Linked DNA regions of Zea mays: region 1 is linked to region 2. A link is a contact called in public Hi-C data. All regions are on one chromosome and are shown on one strand. Each heading gives the region's core, a stretch centred on a gene start, on an enhancer-like site or on the middle of the called end of the contact. The rest is flanking DNA. Distances are from core to core; before and after follow the strand shown. Region 1 holds the start of LOC103646487. Region 2 holds the start of LOC103646485 (digalactosyldiacylglycerol synthase 1, chloroplastic).

What was found. Hi-C and Micro-C count contacts between places; a contact is called where the count stands out from the background.
Region 1: a contact with region 2 is called in a Hi-C map of endosperm, with 3 times the contacts expected there. The contact joins the promoter of LOC103646487 here to the promoter of LOC103646485 in region 2. A contact is called at or near these places in 5 of 25 Hi-C or Micro-C datasets (ear, endosperm, leaf and 2 more).

The regions. Positions count from the first base shown.
Region 1 is chr2:57,496,616-57,499,563 of Zm-B73-REFERENCE-NAM-5.0, forward strand. LOC103646487 reads right to left here and starts at 1,464. Exons shown (of 3, transcript XM_008671212.4): 1 at 74-1,464. The coding sequence starts at 1,302.
Region 2 is chr2:57,368,495-57,371,194 of Zm-B73-REFERENCE-NAM-5.0, forward strand. It overlaps LOC103646485 (digalactosyldiacylglycerol synthase 1, chloroplastic), which reads right to left and starts at 1,434. Exons shown (of 7, transcript XM_008671211.1): 1 at 512-1,434. The coding sequence starts at 1,120.

The sequences.
Region 1 (2,948 bases), core at 214-2,713, 130 kb after region 2:
ATTCTGAATCTAAAAAATCTAAACAGCTTCGTCGCACCGCAAAACCGATTGGGAATGGGGCCTCCGGATTTACCTGTCGTCGAAGGCGCAGGTGAGGCTGAGCGCGAGGCTGCCGGCGGGCACGGTGAGCGTCTGGAGCCCCCACAGGCTCTCCAGCGACGGCTGCCCCACCCGACACTTCGTGTAGGCCTGGTACGTCCCGAACCCGAGGAGCCAGCACAGGCTGCCGCCGCTCGCCAGGGCGCGCAGCTCGTTGACGACGTGCTCGACGGCGCAGTAGTAGTACCCGCCTCTCCTCCCGCTCTGGCCGTCGTGGCCGGCCCAGAACTCCGCCGCCCACTTGAGGTCCTCCACGACGAGCACGACCCGCTGCCTCCTGCCCTGCTTGACAAGGCACCGCAGCTCGCCGAGCCGCCGCTCGGCCTCCTCCCTCGGCATCTCACGGAACGACGACACGCGGAGGCTGACGACCTGCGCGCCTCGCAGCGCGTCGTGCTCGTGCTTCACCTCGCCTCTCTTGATCTTGTCCACGGCCGCGTGCGCCATGGCCTCGGCCGCGGCCGCGCTCTCCGCGATGACGACGACCCTCCTCTTGCTCCGCGAGGCCAGGCAGTCCAGGACGGCGGCGACGTCCTCGTCGCGCGCTTGGTGGTGGAGCGCGAGCGGCGGCTTGGCTTTAGCTTCTTTAGGCGGTGGGCTTGTGGTGGTGGCCGAGCTGCTAGGGTTAGGGTTTTTGCTGGGTGCGGCTGCGGCCGTAGCCATGGTGCTGCTGCTGCACACGGCCTGCTCCACGTTGGCCTTGACCTGGGTGCTGGAGAAGCCGGCGTCGCGCATCACGCGGCTGACGCTGGGGTCGTCGAGGATGGAGACGACGAGCTGGTCCAGCTCGATCTTGACGGCGGCGACCACCGGCTGCTGATGCTGGCTCTCGACGGAGCCGCCGCGCCGCTGGTGCGCCTGCGCGCGCTTGAACGCCGCGACGAGCGCGTTGGACAGGGACGGCGGGTGGTAGCAGTGGTGGTTGCCGCCGAGCAGCGGCGACGATGCCGACGCGGGGAGGCGGTTGAGCGCCACGTTGAAGCACAGCTCCAGCGCCTTGCACTGCAGCGGGTGGGAGTGTGAGCGGAGGCACGCCGCGCGCAGCAGCTGCCCCGCGGGTGCGGCCGCCAGCATCGCGCTCGCCACGTGCAGCGGCGTGACCTGCGCGTTCCCGCGCCGCCGCGCAAGGCTCACCGCCTGCTTCACCACCGCCGCGGCCTCCGCTGTCAGCGACTGCTGCACCGTGCACCCCCCGGCCCTCATCTCTCCAGCCAACCTATGGGTAGCTAGCGCAACCTGCCAAGACCGGCCGATTTGGCGCAGCAACCTGCCAAGACCGGCCGATTTGGCGCAGCAACCTGCCAAGACCGATTTGGTGGCAGTCGCGAGGCTGAAGAGATCACGGAGATGTGTGCGTAGATGTAGAGCTGCAGGTGGTTGCCAACTTGCCATGGTGCTGCTTTATACAGTTCATCTTTTGAGAAGCGCCGGTGATGAAGGATGGATGATTATTTGGGTGTATGGATTTGTGCTTTTCTTGTTAGGCCTTGTTCGGTTACATGAGATATAATCCCATCATGAATTTAATCCGGGTATGGATTGGGTGAATCCATATCTCACACCCAATCCCATGGTGGGATTAAATCCATCAACAAATTCATGTGACTTTCAAAGCTAGTTATTCTTTTGATCTATGGATTCTAATGTAAACTTGTGCAATATCTCATGGATTTGTTCCATACCTAATGGGCTATGGATAGAATCCATGTCTTCCATAGTTTAAAAAATTCTCAAACCTTTGGGTTATAATCCATGATGGGTTTAACCGAATAAAAAAAATTAAGTAGTCATGGATTATTTTGGGGCATGGATTGAGGCATGGATTTAATTCCAATTCATGCTAATTCAGAGCATGATTGGTGTAAACGAACAAAGCCTTAGAGAGGTCTGCAGTCTGCTTCTGGCTAGCGCTGCGTTTTAGTTTTTTTTTCCCGGGTCCAAAGTGGATTTTGTAGTGGAAAAGACCGAAAGGGAAAGTCGGCAGAGGTAGAATGCATGTGCTGACAAAGCGGATACAAAGGCGCCTCAGCTTTCTCTCCTCTCTCAGTCTAGCTCAATGCTCTCAGTCTAGCTCAATGAGGGGCCATGAGAAAGCAGATCATATAGATGTGCACAGGCCACAGGGCACAGGGTAGTATTGCAGTATCTTTGCGACCCAGATCTTGTACGTGATCAGCTTAACTCTAAAGAATGACCTAGTGAGGGGCTGAGACCTAAAATTTATGCAGGCAGGAATGCATCGAGGTGAGCAAAGGCAAGGATAAAATTTCGAGCCTGATCTGGAAGGATTTGAACAGGTGACAAATGTGATCAATAGAGCAGCTAGCGGCGGACTCTGATTCATTTCTCAGGGCTCTCGCTGTGTCCGTACAAAATAGAAGGCACAGTGATGTTTACGGCAGAGATATATATCTCTGCAGATAACTTCAACGTGTCTATTTTCATCACACGCAAAAGTAATAATCAGCATATATGAAGAACCGGTCACACGATTATAGGCGGGTAAATGGGAGTCAATCAAATTTTATTGCTAAGAACTTAACTTTAATTGAGACGAAGAAATCGCTCAAACCAAAAGCACATCAGCCAAACAGTAATCTCGTGACTTCAAAATGTTTCTAGGACTCACACGAGACCAACACGCAAATCGGACACGAAAAGTCTGAATCGGCCCAAAACTGTGTCGCTATCCGGTGTTGTTTTCAGCAGTTCAAAATTCAATTTTTGTATGCAAAACTGAACCAAACCGACTCCGATTGAGCTGAAATTTTACACGCGCCTTGATAAATGGGTCTCCAAGATCTCCACAAATTTTTGAACCCAAACGGATTTGTAAATTAACCACAGAT
Region 2 (2,700 bases), core at 184-2,683:
GTCTGTAATACTTTCATCAACAGCAGACAACAACTCTAGCATAGTGTACTCAATAACTCGATAGCATCATTTATTGTTCAAGACCAAATTGCTGACAAAATTCACCAAATACTTGTATGCTAACAAAACAGTTGAACTATAAGATTTTGTACTCTGCTAATAAAGTGATCGCTAAGCTAAAGAGTACCCCATGATGATTTTTCAGTAACATTTTTTAAATATACTATCTGGATGGATGCTTATAGAAAACCTTACAATGCAGAAATAAATGCCTACACAAACAGTGTGCTAGAGCTAGACAGCTAGTACTGATAAATTATGAATAAACTGAAATGTGTAGTGTAACAACGTCAAGAGATTAGCACAGAAATCCCTAAGATTTTCTTGCTGTGGATGCCAATGTTTTGCTGCTGAAGCGCTGTTTGTCACTCCATTCCAATTTTCAAAATAAGTGATAGAACAAGCGCGAGTGCAGCATCCTATTAAACAAATAGCTACGGTTGAAACTTACCATGCCGAACCTAAATTTCTCCACAAACTCGCCACGGCCACGGAATCCAGCAAATATGCCGCTGGACAGGCTCCGGCGCTCGAACTCCTTGAGGCCGCTCTGTATCACCCGAACCACCTCCCACTCCTTCCTCCCCTCCTCGTCCTGGTCCCCCTTCCGCCGCGCGACCCTCCACCTACCGCCGCGGTCCCCTTCCGCCACAATGGCGTTGCGAATGGCGGTGATCCCCGAGAGGTCGATGCGGAGGCTGCTGGCGCCTGGGGCGGGGGCGGCCCCGGGCGGCCACCGGGCGTCGGGCGCCCGCGACGAGCAGTGCCTCCGGAGCTCCTGGATCTTGGGCTGGATCCGCCTGCGCACGAACTCGACCTCCGCGATGGGCGCCCCCGTCGCGACGGGCGGCAGCGGGGGCGCGGGCCCCGTGAGCGCCGACGCCGCGGACGCGAGGAGGTGCTCGAGCTCGCGGTCGGCGCGCGCGCGCACGGAGTCCGCGCGCGCGCGCATCAGGCGCAGGTCAGCGGACGCCGAGTCCCGCACCTCGCGCCACCCCTTGGAGATGAAGGCGAATGCGCCGCCTCCGTCGGCCGGCGGCGTCTCTTCCTTGCCCATCATTACTATTATCCGGTGGAGGGCGGGCTTGCCGCGCTTGCGCGAGCGCGAGGGCTGAGCTGGGTGTCAAATGCTTCGTTGGTTCTAGAAGCGCGTAGGAGGTGCGAGTCGCGCGTGGGAAAGTTGAGGCGCGAGATGGTTCGGACTTCGGCGGGGAAGAAAGACGAGGAAGGCGACGGCGGTGTCCGGTGGGGCCCGGACGGGGCGACGCGCTGCTCGTGGCTCGTGTGATTCCGGCGGGCGAGGCCCGGTGTCAGGGAGGGAGGGAGGGTGGTGACAATAGGAATCGTGGGTCCGGGGGAGATCTTGATATGTGGTGGAGCGGTGACTTCACTTGGCATTGGCAGTGTTTGGTCGACGTGGACCCCCGGATTCGGAGCGAATATGCGCGTGGGTGCCGAGCCGCGGTTTGCGGGCTTGCGCTTGCCTGTTGTCTTTCGTCGCTTGGCATTTTTCCGTATATAGTTTTCTTTTCTTTTTGAGAATATAAAGGTGATCACATTTTTTTTCTTCGTTTCTGTATGTATTTATTATAATGAAGATTTTCATATTTGTATAATTTTCTGAACTGCATTATTCTTTTCTCGTGGGTCATGGACATGTTTCTCTGTCTGGGCGTCTGATAAGTCACGCAAACAACTAGTGCAAGCGTCTTCCTACTGTTTATATGAAGAAAACAACAAATCGTATGCGACGGGAAGCATGCACTGAACGAACATAACTGACTGGACTGGAGAAGAAAACGCGGTGGCTGGCAAACAAAGAGTCGCGGCCCAGACCACGGTTTCGGTGGCGAGCCCATCTTGTGCTGCTTCCCGCTAGGCTGCTGGTGAGGTTGGCCTGCTTGGCCCGTGTGTTGTTGCTGAATGCAGCGCTATAAACAATGGGCCTCATTTCTGGCTCGTAACCGAACAGAGCACAATTGGCTGGGCTTCTAAGCCGCTTTCTCTGTACCGGAGCGGCAAAAGCGCGCACACACAATAAAGGTCTTTCTCCCACTCTATGCACCTAGAGTTGGCGAGGTAAGCCGTGCGAACTGGCTCACTCTTTTCACGAGCCAAAATAAGAATAGCTCGACTCGCTATGGCTTGATCAAGTAAATCAGGTCTTTCCTCTGACGAGCCTGAAAAATCAGCTCAGTTTGACTCGCTTCTGCTTCACGAGCCAGCTCATCGAGCCAACGAGGCTAACCATAAATATGAACTTACTCTCTAAATTATACTAGTCGGTTGCCCGTGCGTTACGACGACCTATAACAATACTCACGTAAACTATTCAAAAAAAAGATCTCAAAATTTTTTATTGATTGTCTTCGCTCTCTGTATAATATTTTTTGATTTAGCTAACTGATGTTATTGTTTACTCCATGCAATATATCTTGGTACAACACGATCAATAAAGTGAGCGATTAGAAAAGAGTTCACAACGACTGACTGAACGAACAGAGATTATAAAACGGTATAATTCCACCATACAGAGACCAAATAAGAAAAAGTTTGTGAGCTCAAGTTTCTAAAATAAGTCACATGAAGTCAAACTGATAAAAAGATAGATCAAAATGTGGAGTGATTGCTAAAGTCAGG